Regions from separate parts of the Rattus norvegicus genome. Here region 2 is linked to region 1. A link is a contact called in public HiChIP or PLAC-seq data. All regions are on one chromosome and are shown on one strand. Each heading gives the region's core, a stretch centred on a gene start, on an enhancer-like site or on the middle of the called end of the contact. The rest is flanking DNA. Distances are from core to core; before and after follow the strand shown. Region 1 holds the start of Kiaa1958 (KIAA1958 homolog). Region 2 holds the start of Inip (INTS3 and NABP interacting protein).

Region 1 (6,025 bases), core at 1,044-3,543:
ATAGGGTACACAGACAAACACAGGCAAAATACATGTAAAATAAACTACATTAAGAAAATATGTCGGGTTGGAGAGAGGGCTCAGAGGTTAAGGGCACTGACTGCTCGTTCAAAGGGCTGAGTTCAATCTCCAGCAACCACATGGTGGCTCAGAACCATCTGTAAAGAGATCCGATGCCCTCTTCTGGTGTGTCTGAAGACAGCTACAGTGTACTCATATAAATAAAAGGAAATAAATCCTTAAAAAAATAACGATAATTGCTGCTTTAAAAAAGGAATGTCAGCCTTAAACTCTTCAGGATTGTGAGGGCTGGTGGAGGCTGCGGTGCAGGAAAGAACTGACTAATGGGCAATTGAAGTTATCTGATGTCCGGATGACCCTGGATCCTTCATTTACAATCTCCTACATTCTCATCTCTCACCTACCCCAGCGGTAGGAATGGCTGAGATTTCCTGTCATAGGAGGAGTGAGCCCAACATGTGGATAGCACCTAAGGCTGACCAGGTTATTTCTAAATAACTTCCTGCCATTATAAATGTCTCAGAAAGGACTCAGGGCTGTGAGGAGAAAAGGGAGTCTGGAGCCAGACTGCTTTGGATGAATCTGAGCTCTAATAACAATCTATGTACTCAAGATTTTTTAGTTTCTCTAAGCCTCGGTTTCTGAAAACTAACACTATAATCATCTTATAAACTGCAATATCACTTCTCAGTATGTACCTGAAAACACAGGGCTGGAGAGATGGCTCAGTGGTTAGGATCACTAGTTGCCCTTCAGGAGGACCGGGTTTTGATTTCCAACCCCCACAAGGGAGCTCCCATTTGACACCCTCTACTGGCCTGGGAGGGCACCAAGGGCATCCCTGGTACAGAGATACTCATGCAGGCAAAACACCCACACACATAAAAACAATTAAAACTTGTAGCTAATTTTCCATAGAAGAGCAATGTTACTAGCACCAGCTTTGTGGCGTTCTTAGGATTACCTGAATTAACAACCCACTAAGTCTTGACACAAACGTAGCAGGTAGGTGCTATGAAAAGGTTTTTAAACGTACAGCCTTGCCTCAGTAGTGACATGTGTTAAGTAGCCTTCAGGCCCTTGTGTACCAGAGCATCCGTCTGAGAGTTTTAGCTGTTACAACGGCCCCACTCCCTAGGTGGGATGAGTGTGTAGATTCGAAACTTCAGCCCTGAGTCTATTCTTGAGCCAAATAAGAAAGGTGGTCCAGCAACATGGATTCATATTGCCCTGAGAGTCGTGCTCCACTGTGGAAGTAGTTACATTAGCTTTTTAAAAATTAGTTACAGAAGAAAGTCCCTAAAATCAAGGCATTTATCAAATGCAGGGACTGCAGGTCAGTGGATTACAGCAAAGTGGGCCACAGGTTTCAGGTACTGATGAGACTTGTAGCTTTCGACTCAGTGGAAGCCAGTAGTCAGCTGACAATACATTTCTTCTTATTATTAATGGTGGTTTTGCCTGCGTGTATGTCTGTGCACCACTGTCTCAGTACTGTAGGGACTGAGCTCCAGACTGTTGTAAACTACTGCTGGGAATCAAACTTGGGTATTCTGGAAGAGCAGCCAGTGCTCTTAACCACTGAGCTGTCCCTCCAGCCACTGCTAAAAAGACATAGTAAAGGTTTTCCTAAGGCATGAGGGTATTAAGTTTGATGGGTAGGCAATACATGCCTCCCAAAGGAACTAAAAATGCCCAAGCTAATTTAGCTCTGGTCTGCAACATTTTAACTCTTCACAGTCATGAAGTTAAATTATTAAGCCTTGTAGAATCTTTAACACCCTGCAGCATTCTTTTTTTTTCCCCGAGAATTCCAGTTTATTTCGGGTGTGTAGGTATGATGCGGTGGGGCATTAGGATACTATGGAGTAAGTACATTGTGGGTCCCAGGCCACCTGGCACAGCTCTGGCTGAGGTGTCTGTCACACACCTCTAAAGCGATCAGGCTATGCTTACTTCAAGTGTTTAGGAAGTGCTTGGAGACCGGGACAGCCCACATGCGTGGAAAGTGGCAGAGACCGTGGGTTCTGTACCTGTCGGAGCGGCGGGGGCTGAACTCCGCCGGCTCCGGGCTGCGCGCATCGGTGGCAAGAGCTTGGCCCGCGCCCTGGTAGGGTAGCGAGCGCCGCGGGTCGAGTGCCTTCCGCGGGCGTCGCTACACACTTCCTGTAGGTCCCGCCGCCTGCGGAGCGCTTCCGGTGCCGGCTGAAGCCGGGGTCCGAGCCCCCGCCCCGCCCCTCTCCGGCCCCGCCCCGCGCGGCCCCGCCCCCGCGCTCCAAGCCGGGCGCGCGGAGCCCGGGGCGCACGGAGCGGCGCGCGCCGGTGGCCGAGCCAGGCTGGCGCCCGCGCCCCCACCGCACCACCGCCGTCACCCGCCGCGCAGCCCGCGGGGCACCCTTCCCGCTTCACCGACTCCGGCCCCGGGGCCTCCGGCCGTGGTGCTGCCGTCCTCCGTCCCGCCGTCCCTCCCCGTCCAGCTCGGGCCGCCGGGCTCTCGCAGGCCCCACCGCCCGCGTTCCTATGGACAGACGCACAGACACCTGCAGGTGGGTGAGAGCCCGCTCAGGGCTGGGGAGCAGGCGAGCGCGGGGCCTTTGTGTGTGGGCGGCCGCGCCGTGACCCTCAGAACCTTCCTTTTGTCTGCTCCGGGCTGGCGAGGCGGGAGGGCGCTAGGGGCGGAGGGGTCTGCGGGCGCAGAGACCGGCGCGCACGGGTTCGCGGCCCGCGGCGTCTTGGCGGGGACTGTCGGTGCGCCGGCGTCCCGGAGCCGGGCAGGAGGGCGGGACGGAGGAGGAACGGTCTGTCCAGCTAGTTGCAGACCGGTAAGGCGCCTCGGGGCTCTGCCGGACTAGCTTGGTTGTCGGGAGTTACCGGGAGGTGCGTGTGGGGCGTGTAAAGGAACGTGCGGCGCTTTGCTCCCTTATTTATTGTTTCTAACGGAGGAGGGTTCTCTCCCAAACGCTCCCCCGAGTCTGAGGCTGCGCACAGTGATTTGTGTTTTTATCAAATAGATCAAGATATCTAGTGTCCTGGAGAGAGGAGGTTGAGCTGACCAGCAACACGTCAGATCAAACAAACAAACAAACAAACAGACAAACAAACAAAAATATGTGGTTTATGTGGTTTTCTTACAGCTGTCTTTAATTAAAAAATGTAAAGGTCAGGTAATGACTTAAATGGAGAAAATCGAACATGGTTGATTTAAAAAAACCACTTGTATTTATTTTTGTTTTGAAGTTTTGGAGTAAAGTTTTTTTCTCGTGGTCGTTAGGATTATCACTGATAGAGTAGTCTACCAATTAAACAATTAATCGGAGTGCCCTGTAGTGACAGCTTTTACGGTAGGGCTTGCATCAGAGAGTAAAACACAATGATAGTCTTTCCATGCGGGCTAAAACCTTTGTTTTCCGTTTTAAGAGAGATTTTTTTTTCTTTCATAGCATGTGAAGAAAACGTGATGTTAGAAGTGATTTTCCCACCGGTATTTCCTTATTTTACATGAAGCAACTATGTATTCCGTGCATACAAACCAAGGATTGGGTTGGTTGCTTGTTAGATACAGTGTTTTGAAAGGTGTTAGGTGGCAGCTCTGATTTTTCTTATTTGATTAGCTGGCTAACTTCGTGAACAGCTGCTATATGTTCATATATGATCAAATGATAAATGAAGTCCAGGAAGCATTCATAAAGTTCATTTCATAGACTCATGTTTTCTATGTAGATACGGGTTTATGTCCTATGTTAATCTGTTTTTTCCTCACTTTTAGAAACTTTATTTTTGTCGACTGTGAGAATTCATATTGGCATACTTAAGTCTGACTGTTACCTGGGAGTGGTTTTTGGATTCGTTTTTAGTAGTTTTGAGGAGCACTGAACAATGCTAGCCATTTGGAGAAAGTGGAAGATTCCTTTAAAAAAAAAATCTAAATTTGAAGGGAAAAATAATATAGATGAAAGCTCTTTAAATTCCTATTAAATTGTTAAAGATTCAAAAAAAATATAGTTCAATGCACCTTTATTCAAGTACCCTATTTTTATTATAAAAGACTTTAATAAGCTTTAAAAAGTGACTTTTTGTGAGAAAAAAATTTATCCTAGATTCCTGCCCCAGTTACATTATGTTAATGATATTGTATACTGAATTTTTATAAGTTATCAGACTATACATTTGTACAGGATTTATGTTTGGAGGCAGCTACATTAACCATAGTTGATCAGGTTTTGTTGTGACTTCCGGTCTAGATTAGTTAAATGGATTTAAACTACACAAAGGATCAACTCTGTGTTTGTTGCTCTGGTCCACCCTGGCCTAAACCTTTCTGCCCTCCCTTATAGATAGGTTAAAGAGGAGTTGAATTGGGTCTGGTATCATCAGGGACAGGGAGTTCGAGAACAGCCTCAGAGTTGCATCTCTTTGGCACTGGTTGAAATACTGCAGAAGACAGGCTAGCAAACTGAATTGATTTCTGTGTATCTGTTAGGCAGTCAGTGGTCAGTGGCTGTGATAAGACTGAACAAAGCATCTCTGTGAGATGGGGGGAGGTTAACAGAGCCAGGGTTGTGCAGGGAAAGCCTGGGATCAGCACTCAGTGCCTTTATCTGTGCTGGCTGGGAGACAATACCTTGCCTTCTCATTTCTTTCTGACTGGTGTGTCCATGTTAATGTTTTCATTCTGTTTAACTTAACAGTGGTGTAATCAGAAGCATTCCAGAGTGGCTTATATGTATTTTTACTTGTTTCCCTTTTGTTCAGTTGATGTCTGTGCAGGCGCTTACATTAATTCTTTATCCTGATGGGTTTCGTTTTCTTTTTTAACCTTACAACAAATAAATGCTCCTTGCAAAAATTTTGTATCAGTTGGCCTTTAAAACAAAGTTGCCATTTAGCTGGCTTTTGTTTTCCTAAGCTATACTAAGCTGTCCTTAGTTAAATCTGGGAGACCTAAAAGTCTACAGGCTTTTTCAGAACTTCCCTATGCTTGGTACTATGGTAATAAAATAGAAAACTGGGAGGTAACAGATTTGCTCTCTAGAGACCTGTAACTTTTGGTCTTGCCCTTTCCTATGATGACTTTTGGTGTGATTGTGTCCATGTCCCGGTAGCACACACCCCCCCCCCCTACCTCCGCACCTCCCCCCCCAACCCCCTACCTCCTCGAGGCCCCCCCCCCCCCAATCCTCTGTGGCCTGGTGAGAGGAGTGATAAGAACTACTCATTGCAGGTCTTGTCATTTTGCGCTAAGAGCACAAGCCCATGCTGCTTGCTGACATGCAGAATTCATTCTTGGATTAATGTCCTGGTACCAGATGTATGAGGCTGGCTCAGAAGACGCTTTCCCTCCTAAATACTGTCAAATAAAGAAGCTGAAGGTTGGAGAGAAGCCATTTATTTGGAACAGTTTTATTTTATGACAGTTTGTGTTTATAAAGAAACCTGCTCATAATATTTACTTGAGGGATCTACATGGTACCCGAAGAAGCCCCACAGGTTTCTTACCCGCTGGCTCTCCCACTCCCCCCCCCCCCCTTTTGAGTTTCCACAGAGCTTAGCTGTTCTGTGATACTTCTTGAGTTTGCTTCTGATTAGTTGATTTATGGACTTTATTTACCAGCATGATTGGAGAATTCTTTGGCTAGTCTGAAATTGCACTCTGTCTGTGCTCTGGTCGGTTTCCTAGGAAACAAATGTACTGCATAGATTCCATAATGAGGACTGTGGTTGGCTAGTGACTGTGTAAATTCTGTTGTTTGGTAAAGCTTAGTCTCAAATTCAAATAAAGGTCAAGAAAGCAAAAGTAGTGAAAAATGCAAATTTGGGGATTTTGTTTTGTATCCAGTGCGACACCCACCGAGGCTTCTCTGGAGAAAGGCAGGCTCCCCAGTAGTGTTCGTTTGTTTTGCAAAGTCTTACACTTGAAGCAGTTGGGAGATCTTGTTATCTCATACTAGAGATGCTGGTACCTGAGGTTGTTGCTGAAGTGACAACAGCAATGTATTTCAGAAAC
Region 2 (6,148 bases), core at 174-2,673, 170 kb after region 1:
ACAGGCTTAAATCAGAAACTTAGCTCTGCAAGTTCCTCATGCACTTCATTAAATGACATTTTTTTTAGTCTTGAAGTTGTTAATACCAACATTTAGCATTATTTTTAATTTACATCAAGATGTATTTACCAAATAGATCAACCTCTTGAAAGTATCCACATAATCAGTGCTAAGAAGAAAAATAAAATTCTATAAAAATCACTCTCAGGTCATCTACTGTGCTGGTGAAAGAAAGGAAGAAAGGAAGGAAGGAAGGAAGGAAGGAAAGAAAGAGCGAGCGAGCGAGCCAACCAACCAACCTAACAAGTATCTACACTGCACCATATATTGTGTAAGATGTTTCCCCCAAAAAATGTTTTTAATGAGCATTTTTATATATGTGGAAGCCAACTGTCACACGACTAAGCAAACTTAGACTCCTGGTTTCTCTGTGTGTGTGGTATATGCCCAGTGGTGAGCATGAGTGAGTAAGATAGAAAAAGGCACTGGATGGTCGCCTTGTGCTACCGCTCTCCACCTTGTTCCTTTGAAAACAGGGTCTCTCACTGAGCCTGAAGCTAGGCTGGCTGCCAGCCATCCTCACCGATCCTCCGTCTCTGCCTTCCCTCAGCTCTGGGGTGCAGGAGCTACAGCCACACCTTGTGCTTCCGACATGGATGCCGGAGATTCCAACACAGACCCTAATGCTTGGGCAGTAAGTGCTCTTACCAGCTGGGCCACCTCTCCAACTCCAAGCCTGCTTATCGCTAAGTTTAGAAATTAAGTTTTGTATTAGGCCAGGGCGAAATCACAAGACAAACTCCTCGACCGTTGAGTTTCATTCAAGTAATCACACGGCGTGGAGGAGGAAAACCAATTTAATAAATGCGCTCTTTAAAAATATGCCCGCACACCGCGGTAATTCCAGCACTCGGGAAGAAAAGGCAGAACCGCGAGTACCCGGCCAACGAGGGCTACACTGCCAGACCCTGACTCAAAACAAAACAAAACAAGGCGCGAACAAGGTTGCGGAAGTAGAGAACTATTGTTGAGCGAAGACACGAGCTCTGAGCAGTTGCCAGGTTTAAAGGACTCGCGACTCCTGCGGCTGGAGCACAGCGTGAGCGAAGCCGAGCTAACACTGAAGGCGATCAAGGCCACCCTGAGAAAGGGTCAGGATGTCCCAGGAGTCCCTGCCCGCGGGTGAAGTGGGCGAAACTCAACGGGAAGTGAGAAACCCTCGTACGCTAGTCCGCGCGAGGCCGCTGCCCGGTGGCCGGCGTTAGGGCCACACTTTTTCTGTCCTTTATACTTACCCGGAATGCGAGGAACCTCGAGAAACCTCGCTGTCCAGTCGCCGCTGTGCAGGGGGGCGCGCCCACGCAGAACCCGGCGAGAGTGCAGCAATGCGCCGCGCTACAACATTCCCGCCGGCACCAGCTTCCGCCTCCTGACTGACAGAGCCCCTGGAAGCGGAAGTCCCGCCTATCGACTGGACCCAACGGACGCTACCCAAGGTGATTTGTAGTTTAATCGCTTCTTCGGCGGGAAAGGGTTTCCCTTCCGAAGAATGACAGTCGAAGAGGCTCACGGGAGATGCAGGCCGTACAGTTGGGGGCGGAACCCAACGCTGATTGGCAGGAATGGAGCCGGGTCCCTAGCACCTAAATTGATTTTTTTTTTTTCCTGTCCTTCGAGTTTTCAGGAGACTAGCTGTCTGTCTTCAGAATTTAACCCCGGTGTTAATCCATTTCAGTAGAGCTCAGAGGGAGGTTGAGCACACTTTCAGGTTTTCACAACTTTCCTAGGAATATTTTTGTTGCCTACCGTCTGAATAAATAATTATACACAAGGAGAGCACTAAATAGGTACAAGTTTTCACTACTGTGCACAATCTGAATTTTAAAAATGAAAGTGTCGGCTGAGAGTAGTGGGGCATGCCTTTGATCCCAGCACTCTTGAAGGCAGAGACAGATCTAAGTTTGAGGCCATCCAGGTGTGCATAGTGAGCTCCAGAACAGTAAGGACTACACAGAAAGACCCTGTCTCCAAAGCAAACAAACAAAAAAGGGAAAATCACACCAAGACGCTACTGGAAACTACCTAATGCTGGGTAGCCGCACGCTAAATCTAGATGTTTACCTTAAGAAGTAAACGTGTTTGGCACACGGTGGCGCTAGGGAAGCAGAGGGAAGCATTTCTCTGAATTCAAGGCCAACCTTCTCTACAAAGTGAGATCCGGGACAGCCAGGGCTACCCAGGCAAACTCTATTTTGAAAAAAAAAAAAAAAAAAAAAACTAAAAGAAGTAAACATGTTTTGATGTGTGTTGTGTGTTCTATGGTTATTAACCACTTTCCACAACTTGCACATATGCTCTGTATTAGTATTTGGGATTCTGGAGATGTAGCTAAGTTGGTAGAGAACTTGTCTAGGATACAGGAGGCCCTGAATTTGATACCTCGCACCACATAAAATTGGGTATGGTAGTGTATACTTCTTAATCCAGCCTCAGGAATTTGGTGGGAAGAGGATCACAAGGTACATAGGTACATAGCAAGTTTGAGGCCAGTATTGACTACATAAACCTTATTTCTAAAATAATAAATGTTTGTTACTGTTTCTGATGCACAACGGTAAGTTCAACACCAAGAATTTACTTAGTTCACAGCAAAAAAAAAAAAAAAAAAAAAAGTTGAGTGTTTTCCATGTGCTGGGTGCCTGCTGTCCATCAGCTTGTGTCTGCCTGTGATTTGTATCTGGGAAACAGAGATGTTACTACATTGTATCCAGCCATGAGCTGAGCTAAAGCCCGCAAACTCTGCCAGGTTCTTAACTTCCGAATACTGTCTTTGCTCTAGAACGGCAGTTTTCAATTTGTGTGCAGGGATTACATATAAGGTAGCCTTCATATCAGATATTTACACTGATTCTTAGCAGTAGCAAAGTTGTAGTTAGGAAGCAACAGAGAAAATAATCTTTTTTTTTCTTTTTTTTTTTTCTTCTTTTTTTCAGAGCTGGGGACCGAACCCAAGGCTTTGCGCTTGCTAGGCAAGCACTCTACCGCTGAGCTAAATCCCCAACCCCGAGAAAATAATCTTATGTTTGGGGGTCACCACAGCAAGAGAAACTGTACTAAAGTGTCAAAGCATTAGGGATTCCTCTAGAACCAGCTCTTAGTGATTTTTTTTCCCCCTTGAGACAGGGTTTTGGTACTTAGAGGCTGTCCTTGAACTCACCTTGTAGCCCAGGCGGCAGACTGGAAAACTCCTTCTCACCTTCCTGAGTCCTGGCACTTATAGGCCTGTACCCTCATACCCAGCTCTACTAACTACTTTAATTAAAATATAAAGCATGTTGGCAATAAATACATTTGAGTCTCTTCTGTGATCTTCTGGGAAAATGCAGCCTTATTCAAGCTTAAAAGTCCTAACAAATTCTTTCAGTTAAAAGGTCGAAGTGAGGCTGGGTGTGACTTAAAAAGATAAATGGTTTCTATATTCTTAGGAGAATTTTTTTTTTGTCCTGTTGCCCAAGTAGTCAGTACAGGAAACAGGGCACAGGAAGCTCTTTAATTCCTAAACAGGAAAACAGAAGATTTAATTAGATGAAAGTGTTTACTACCCTAATCATGACCTGGTGAATATATACATCTCACTATTACACTGCATTGCCTACATATGTACAATTAAAACATTACACATTAAAATAATGGACATTCTGAAAGAACATTGTTTAAGGAGTGGAAGAAAATTCTTCCAAAACATTTTGTAGTTTCTTGTCCAGTTCAGTATGTGAGGATTGGGGGAGCATGACCAGCAGGAAGGTAAGTTTCACTCATGACCAATTGTTTGGCCTTTTGTTTTGTGAATAGCAGTCCTTGAAAACAGTTCGTCTTCTCCCTGCAGTGCTGGAACTTCTATAGGCCAGCCAGGGTTACATAGGGAGACCCCGTCTCAAAAACAAGGGGAAGGAGGTGTTGAAATAATTTTGTATAAGCGAAAGGAGCCTGAACTGTCGTCGAACCACTTAGGAAACTGTGAATACACTGTCTTTCCTTTCTCTTTTTCTGTGTTGCCCAGGCTAGTCTCAAGCATGTGGGCTCAAGTTCTACTGCCTCAGCTTCCAGAGCAGCTGGGCCTAGGATGTATAAAGCGTTGGTTACATTTATTTATCTGTTTTAGTTGTGTGTGTATGAGTGTTTTGCCTGCCTGCATGTATGTGGAGGCCTGGTGCTTATGGAATCCAGAAAAGAGTGTTGGGTTCCACGGGTCTGGATGTACAGGTGGATGTATAGAAACAGAACCTGGGTCCTCCGGAAGAGCAGAAAGTGTGTTGTTGTTGTTGTTGTTGTTGTTGTTGGTGGTGGTGGTGGTGGTGGTGGTGGTGGGGGTGGTGGTTTGGTTGTCTGGTTGGTTGGTTTTTGAGACACTGTTAGGCTTGGAAGAGGATCATCTAGTTAAGGGAAATGGCCTGATTCCTTTAGAATGAAATTATCTTCGAGATATTCTCTACAAGGATAGTTAAATTTGATGAGCGAGGGGTGGGGGAGCGGGGGAGACTTTCACCGACTTGTCCAGTAGATGGCAGCAAAGAGCAGAGCATAGGACATACAAGAGCGAAGACCAGGCACTTTGACCAGACTATGAAAGACGAATAGTTTGCTATGACTGTGAAGGTATTGGATGTTGGTCGCCTAAGGATTATACTGGTAAGTGGGTACTTGTATCCAAACATTTTACTCTCCCTCCATCACCGTGCCTTGGTGTGTGATAACATGTGGTTGGACTTGAACATTTCCTACTTTGCATGAAAACAGGAAAAGCTTATCCTTAAAGGAGAGGTGGGCTTAACTCCAAAGGCACATGGTTTGATGGTTCAGTGAAGCAGAAGAAAAAGTTCTGGAAACCATAGGGGAAATAGGTGTCACTTAATGAATCCTTACCGTGTCCTAGAACCTCCACATACATTTTCTCAAGGCTAACCTTTTAGAAGGATATGGCTGTTGCCTTCCTATTTCAAAGGTGACGATACATTGAGACTCTGAGAAATAAAGCAACTTGTCCAAAATGCCACAATTGTTGTGTTTGTTTATGATAGAGAACTGACCCAGTAGAAGATGCTCCTTGTGTTTATAACCACCAAGAATGCTAATGGCTCCGAGAAGTGGTGGCACATCCTTTAGTCCCAGCATGGAGGCAGAAGCAGGGGCGTCTTTGGTCTGTTGCTATGCACTGTGATGCTAAATGCTGGCCCTGGTTGCCTCTGGGACAAGAAAATTCTCACATACACCAAGGGATGCTATGTGGCCTTGCTCTTTAAAACTAATGGTTCCCTCTCTCTTCTCTGCTCTCTTGCCCTCTTTCCCTCTGTCTCTTCTCTCCCCATTCCCCTCCCCATTTCCCTCCTCGTGCTCATGGCCGGCCTTTACTTCTCCCCTCTTCTACTCTTCTTCTCTCATTAAAATTCTCCATGTAGAAAGAAAAAAAAAACTACTGGTTGGATAAAGATAAGGACAGTCTAGAGTTGTGCAGAAGAGAGGTAGAGAGTTTTGGTTCCCAGGCTTGAGGTCTGAGAAGGATCATGAAGGAAGAAGGCAGAGAGAGGAGAGGACACTGTGGGACAGTGAGTCACGAGAACATGGCCGTTGGAGTTAAGAGCAGCCCAGATGCAACGTAGCATCTGGTTATTGATAGGGAAGTGGGTAATTCTGTAACCACCCCTTCCCCTATCTCCCTCCATCACCATGCCTGGCTGTGAGATAGCATGTAGTTGGCCTTGAACATTTCCTACGTTGTGTAAAGACAGGAAAAGCAGACACATGGTTCTAGGTTACTAGCTGCCACTCTTTAGCGTGTGATAATTTGTAATTAGATGGAAGCCTGTCCCATTATTGGCGATGTTGAACCCTGGTGTTTTCTATGATTGTTCAGAGGTTTGCTGAATTGCACTAGGCTTCCTGTGGGATGGGCTGCATGATGGCGGATGAATTATTTCCTAATTCCTATTTAGAATTGGAGTGCCTCTAGAGAACCAAGTTTCCATTATTCTAGTATTATCCAAGTGCCTAGAAGAATTCCAGACACGTACGGTGTTGGCTAATGCTTAATTAAAGCCCAGTTAGAGTTGACATGTGGAACCAGAGACGGACATTAGCAGTAGGGTGCTTG

What was found. HiChIP or PLAC-seq counts read pairs in DNA pulled down with a chosen protein or histone mark.
Region 2: an H3K27ac HiChIP or PLAC-seq map of oligodendrocytes shows a contact between it and region 1, with 6 times the contacts expected there. The contact joins the promoter of Inip here to the promoter of Kiaa1958 in region 1. A contact is called at or near these places in 5 of 12 Hi-C or Micro-C datasets (the A7r5 cell line, frontal cortex, hepatocytes and 2 more) and 1 of 1 datasets of contacts at active chromatin or transcription factors (oligodendrocytes).

Annotation. Positions count from the first base shown.
Region 1 is chr5:79,284,415-79,290,439 of GRCr8, forward strand. Kiaa1958 (KIAA1958 homolog) reads left to right here and starts at 2,294. Exons shown (of 4, transcript NM_001419541.1): 1 at 2,294-2,567. LOC134486941 (a long non-coding RNA gene) reads right to left here and starts at 2,213. Exons shown (of 2, transcript XR_010066534.1): 1 at 2,055-2,213.
Region 2 is chr5:79,456,129-79,462,276 of GRCr8, forward strand. It overlaps Inip (INTS3 and NABP interacting protein), which reads right to left and starts at 1,424. Exons shown (of 5, transcript NM_001305282.2): 1 at 1,296-1,424.